Linked DNA regions of Mus musculus: region 1 is linked to region 2. The links are chromatin contacts, called in public Micro-C maps. All regions are on one chromosome and are shown on one strand. Each heading gives the region's core, a stretch centred on a gene start, on an enhancer-like site or on the middle of the called end of the contact. The rest is flanking DNA. Distances are from core to core; before and after follow the strand shown.

Evidence for each region. Hi-C and Micro-C count contacts between places; a contact is called where the count stands out from the background.
Region 1: a contact with region 2 is called in a Micro-C map of the G1E-ER4 cell line. The contact joins two enhancer-like sites. A contact is called at or near these places in 6 of 484 Hi-C or Micro-C datasets (B cells, the G1E-ER4 cell line, cerebellar granule neurons and 2 more), 1 of 115 datasets of contacts at active chromatin or transcription factors (embryonic stem cells) and 1 of 9 other capture datasets (embryonic stem cells).

The regions. Positions count from the first base shown.
Region 1 is chr10:42,191,877-42,194,800 of GRCm38.p6, forward strand. The region is part of intron 3 of Foxo3 (forkhead box O3); the gene reads right to left. Among named protein-coding and RNA genes, the nearest start is that of Gm38485, 81 kb to the right of the region's middle. Within about 2 kb of position 1,340, at least 52 of the 459 cell types and tissues checked have an H3K27ac peak or open chromatin away from gene starts, as enhancers often do. A contact at or near this core is called in the G1E-ER4 cell line, where this site is marked.
Region 2 is chr10:41,838,721-41,841,785 of GRCm38.p6, forward strand. All of the region lies in intron 1 of Sesn1 (sestrin 1), which reads left to right. Among named protein-coding and RNA genes, the nearest start is that of Sesn1, 30 kb to the left of the region's middle. Within about 2 kb of position 1,546, at least 12 of the 459 cell types and tissues checked have an H3K27ac peak or open chromatin away from gene starts, as enhancers often do. A contact at or near this core is called in the G1E-ER4 cell line, where this site is marked.

The sequences.
Region 1 (2,924 bases), core at 90-2,589, 350 kb after region 2:
TGTACAGCCCACCATATAAAGCCCTCAAATCCCACCATTAAAGGTCTTGCTACTCAGTCTCATGCTGCTGTCACAGGAAGAGATCCACCATCTACAGAAGAGAACTGGAGCCTTGAAGAAATGTTCACAGACCTAAGCCATGACCTGAATAGTTCCTATTTACCTTGCCCGGGTGTGACCCTGGGGTGAGGTGGGGTGAATTATGACAGCATGCAGGGTGAGACACTCACGGCCTCCTGAAGGTGGGTGGAGTGGAGACACCACCTCACTGAGGGGCCGGGTCCCAGGCACAGAAGACGGTTCACCAAAGTCCTCTTTCCTATTTTAGATATATACGTTGGATCTTGAGAGACTAATTTTCCAACAGAACAAAAATCAGTTCTTCAGATTCCAGAGTTCAAACTACACATCCATCTCTAAAGTAGGATCAAGACATAGACAGGGTGAAACAGATGAGGGCCAAAGCCCAGCGAGGAGGGAAACCAGAGTGAGCAGGAAGGACGGACCGGATGCTGGGTCTCCTCAGGCGGAGAGCTTTGCCCACACTCTGCCTTCCCGTGGAGCCCACCTCTGTGCCCCCCTGCACTGCAGAGCAGCCTGAAGGGAACTCCACTGGCCACGGCACTCAGCGACAGCTAGCGTTCTACTTCCACCACCTAACAGGCCCATCAGCACATTTTTGACTATTTATGACTGTTGGTCTGCACGGCTTTCTGATCATTTCCAAACATACAAAAGATCAACGGATGCTCCAGTGAGCCTCTGGGCCATGTTCTTTACTAGAGGCCCCAAAGAGTGAGTTAGGATTTTGACTTCGAACCTAAGTGTAAGAGTGCCTCTGGCTGGGGGTCTCCTTGGCCATTAACTTCCCTAAGGAACCAAATCAAATACTCCAGAGATAAATATTTAGCTGGAAAAAAAAAAGAAAGAAAATGTATGGGCTAGAATCCTTTCACTAGGAAGAGGGTGAAAGAATGGGACAGGGGAGGGGGGAGGGGGAGGAGGCAAAGGGGGACACGGCAGGAGCACAGAAACCTTCAATCAAACAGAGACTGACAATTAGAGCCTGTTCTCTACAAACACTGGCATTACCCGGAGACATCATGACCAAAGACTCTTGCCCTTCAACAAATGAACACCATAGGCTTAAGAGGTCACTAAACAAACAGAAGATCTGGGGTTAGAGTGAGGGTCATGTCTCTTGCTGGGAGGGGAGGAGATAAAAGCAGACCAGACTCTTGTAGCCCAGCAGTTCCTCAGTCTACAGAGCAGTGCTTAGCACTGGGGCAACACCTCGAAGACAGCCTGACCTTTCAGATGTTCACCCAACTGAGGCTTGCCAGAGCCACAGCATGGTGACTGGATTTCCTGTCTTCGTGTTATGCAAAACAAGCGACCACCAGCCCTTAGAGGTCAGACCGTGGGTGCCTGTCAGGACGGAAGAGCCAGGTTTCTTTCCTACAACAGTGGAATAGCTCAGGTTGGCTCTGGCTTCCGAAACAATGGGAGGCAAGGCTTCTCCCACAGTGAAGCCCGACCGCAGCCCCCTTCAGAGATGCTTTCTTTCTTTTTTCTTTTGGTTTTTTGAAACAGAGTTTCTCTGTTATAGTCCTGGCTGTCCTGGAACTCACTTTGTAGTGAACTCAGAAATTCGCCTGCCTCTGCCTCCCAAGTGCTGGGATTAAATAAAGGCGTGTGCCACCACTGCCCAGCTTCAGAGATGCTAAAGGAACACTTTGGTAAGGCTCCAAACCTTACCAGCCCATGCGGCAGAATCTCTCTTTGACAGCCTCTCTAATGTGTACTCCCCAAATGGCAAGCAGGACTTTGAGTGCAAAGCCCCAGAAGGCATGAAAAGAAACCTAAACTAGAGTTGGTTGTCAAGGAAAGCAGCTGCCTTCTGCAAACAGTGTAAGGCTGACTGTGGTCTGCCATGAGATTACGGGATCATGGGAGAAAACATCGTGCCCCACACGTTCTTACAAAAGGGGGGCTCTGCAGGGGAGGTGTAAACGTTTGTCCCTCTGTGTAAGTAAGCCTGGAGAGACTCAGAGACAAATAGCAGGACACCATCCCACAGACCCATCTGCGAAGCTCAGTTTTTCCGCCACAGGGACCCTGTGCAACTCTGGGTGAGCTGCAGAGGTGTTTTCACCTGCAGGTCCCCTCAGAGTAGAGCCCAGAGACAATGTGCTGAGGTGGGTGCTCATCTGAGAAACTGGCCCTTGAAGACAGGCACGAACTAAAGGAGAGGTCTTGCTGGATAGTTAACAAGAAGCTGGCATCTGAGTTCAGCCTGACCTTTGACCTTTGGAGCTCCTGAAGTAGCAGGACCTTATTTTTATGCTCATAGTAAAAACAAGTGGAAAATGTGTAACAGTGAGATTGTAGGCAGGGATGACCAAGAAATTCCAGCATGCTAAGGCATGCTAAGTCATCCGGCATGGGTCTTGTCAAGCTTAAGAGGGCTCACTGAAAGCCCAGACTACAGCCACCAAGTCCCGTCTCCCGCTCCTGTACATGGAAAAGTCCACAAGCATGGGTGAAGGATGGGGCGCTACCCACCCAGGACGTGACGCTACCAACACACAGCTACACATCAGACTCCCAGATCTCCAGAGCCTGTCACAGAGGTTCTTCAGTAAAATGTCACCTGGCCAGGGCTGCTCCTTTTAGCCTCAATGGGGCCACATGACCTTGGGTCAGCACACTGCAAACCAGTCTGGAGAAATACCAAGGCAGCGGCAAACCAGAAGGATGGGGCTCTGGGGCTGGGGACACTCGTCAGGGAAGGTGAGGCTGAGAGTCTGCCTTTAATAAAGTGGAAACAAGCTAAGTTTATTAGTGCTAAGTTTAGCACTAATAAAATTGAAGGCTATTATATATTTAAATCTCCCTTAATAGATTTCCATATAACTTTGATA
Region 2 (3,065 bases), core at 296-2,795:
GACATTTTTCTAGGATCATTATAAAACTCTTTGGTACTAAATAAATGAACAACAACAACATCAAAAAAGAGTCAATATCCTCTCAAAAGAAAAAAAGCTTAACATGTCAGGCAGGCCATGTTTCTCTTCCTTCTCCAGTTGGAAGTGGTAATGTTTGATAAAGAGATGCTTGAAGGATGGCACATACAGATCAGGAATGTACACACAGGAGGCCCCTTGTAAACTTAAGTTCAGCATTTCCTATAACACTGGCTTAGGAGCCTGCAGTCTCTGTGCAGAAACACAGATTCCCATTCACTGGGGCTCCCTTCGGTGCTTTCAGGCTGAGAACTTAGGGGTGACTGGTAGACCAGATTAGGTCAGAGTGCAGTGGAGAGGCTGAAGGGAAGTCCCCGCTGTAGTTTACTGTGCTGTTCTGCCTCTGAAGGCGGAGTTGAGCTTCATTGTTATGGTCTAAGCCTGCAGTCCTGTGAGCGGAAGAAATGTACACATGGCAGAAAAACCTTATGAGGCTTGTAGGGGCAGCAGAGGGGAGAATGGAACCAGGGCTGGGGAGATGGTTTAGTCAGTAAAGTGCTTGCCTCCCAAATGCAAGAGCCGGAGATAGAGCCCATTAAAGGGCTGGGCATTGTGGTGTGCACAGAGAAGGGGGATCCCTAGGGCTCCTCACTGTCTAAAAAGTTAGCCTAATCGGTAAGCTCCAGGCTGTATTGGGATCCTCTTGGAAAGCAGAACTGATAGAATACACACACACACAAAACAGAGAGAGAGAGAGAGAGAGAGAGAGAGAGAGAGAGAGAGAGAGAATATGAATATGAATATGAATGAGAGAGGGGTGGGGGAGAATTTATTAAGGTGGCTGACAGGTTATGGTCCAGCTAGTACAGCAATGACTCTACAAGTAGAAGGTCCAACACTCCAGCAGTTGCTCTGTCCACGAGTCTGGATGTTAGACATGCTTTTGAATGTATGCTGGAATCCTAAAGAAGCTGGCTGTAATACCAGTGAAGGATGGACTTGCCAGTGAGTGTGAGCAAGCTTCCCTGGGAGTCATTTTATACCAGGAGTGGCCCAAGTTAAAGGTGGCTCTTTCCACCTCAGATGATCTGGTTAAGACAGGTGTGCCCTCCTGATTGGGTTTTAGTTCATTGTAGAGCAGATGTAGTCTGGTGTCCCAGCACACGTGTCATGTGAAGGCTTGGTCACCAGCTGGGTGGCGTCTTGAGGATGAAACCTGTGGTTGACCTCTGGCCTGCACAGATGTATGCACATACACTCCATACACATACACACATACATAAAATATGAGATCTGAATTCATCTTCATTCCACACACAATAAAAATAAACATGAAACTGACAGCATTTTAAGGTAAAAGGAAAGGCATGTGGGTTTCTCTGATGGAGACTGGCGTTAAGATTGTATCTGCTTTTCTGGGTCCTTTTCCTTCCTTTTTTAATATTTTGTGTGGCCATTGTAGAAAAGACTGTATTTTAGAACCAAAGAACGGTTCCATATTTAGCAACCCATATTGCATTAGTTCTGAACAGATGTCTCTGGATAAATATTAAAAGCAAACCAGTGATTATTGGGCTGGCAGCGATCATATTTCTATAAAACAGCCTTTTTCTTTTTCTTTTTGCCTGTTTGACTGTGATTAAGCACTCTTATTAGCATCCAGTTTATTCCAGCTGGCCTCAAAGATTCTACTTTTTTTTTTTTAATGCCTCAAGGTTAGAATTAAATTTTCTTACACTTAGTTTTTAACTATAAGAGGTTCCTCAGATTGACTAGAATGTTAAGTTATTGTCTGTTGGGAGCCGCGCCCACATTCGCCGTTACAAGATGGCGCTGACAGCTGTGTTCTAAGTGGTAAACAAATAATCTGCGCATGTGCCGAGGGTGGTTCTTCACTCCATGTGCTCTGCCTTCCTCGTGACGTCAACTCGGCCGATGGGCTGCAGCCAATCAGGGAGTGACACGTCCTAGGCGAAGGAAAATTCTCCTTAATAGGGACGGGGTTTCGTTTTCTCTCTCTCTTGCTTCTTACACTCTTGCTCCTGAAGATGTAAGCAATAAAGTTTTGCCGCAGAAGATTCTGGTCTGTGGTGTTCTTCCTGGCCGGGCGTGAGAACGCGTTTAATAACAATTGGTGCCGAATTCCGGGACGAGAAAAAACTCGGGACTGGCGCAAGGAAGATCCCTCATTCCAGAACCAGAACTGCGGGTCGCGGTAATAAAGGTTCCCGTAAAGCAGACTGTTAAGAAGGATTCAACTGTATGAATTCAGAACTTTTCAGCTGGGGAACGAGAGTACCAGTGAGTACAGCTTTACGAGGTAAGTCTGATCTTGAACTTTCTAAGGAAATTCAAGACAGTCTATCAGAAGTAAAGTGGAAAATGGCTTTGCAAGGTATATTTGGCCTTGAATTTTTTCTAGTGTTAGAAGCCCTTTTGTTCCTTTTCACATGTTATCAAGTGGTTAAGGCAGGGCGGATTCTAGATGAAATTCAGGACAAGCTATCAGAAGTAAAGCGGGGAGAGAGAGTAGGAGCAAAGAGAAAATATGGTACACAAAATAAGTATACAGGCCTTTCCAAGGGTCTTGAACCCGAGGAAAAGTTAAGGTTAGGTAGGAATACCTGGAGAGAGATTAGAAGAAAAAGAGGAAAAAGGGAAAAGAAGAAAGATCAATTAGCGGAGGTCTCTAGGAAAAGGAGCCTGTGCTCATCGCTGGATGGGCTCGGGGAGCCAGCTCTTAGTAGCTCTGAAGCAGATGAAGAATTCTCCTCTGAGGAAACAGACTGGGAGGAAGAAGCAGCTCATTATGAGAAAAAAGGGTACCAGCCAGGTAAAGTGCTAGCTAATCAGTTAAGGAAGCCAAAAGCGGCTGGCGAAGGCCAGTTTGCTGATTGGCCTCAGGGCAGTCGGTTTCAAGGTCCGCCCTATGCGGAGCCCCCGCCCTGCGTAGTGCGTCAGCAATGCGCAGAGAGATGCGCAGAGAGGCAGTGCGCAGAGAGGCAGTGCGCAGACTCATTCATTCCCAGAGAGGAACAAAGGAAAAT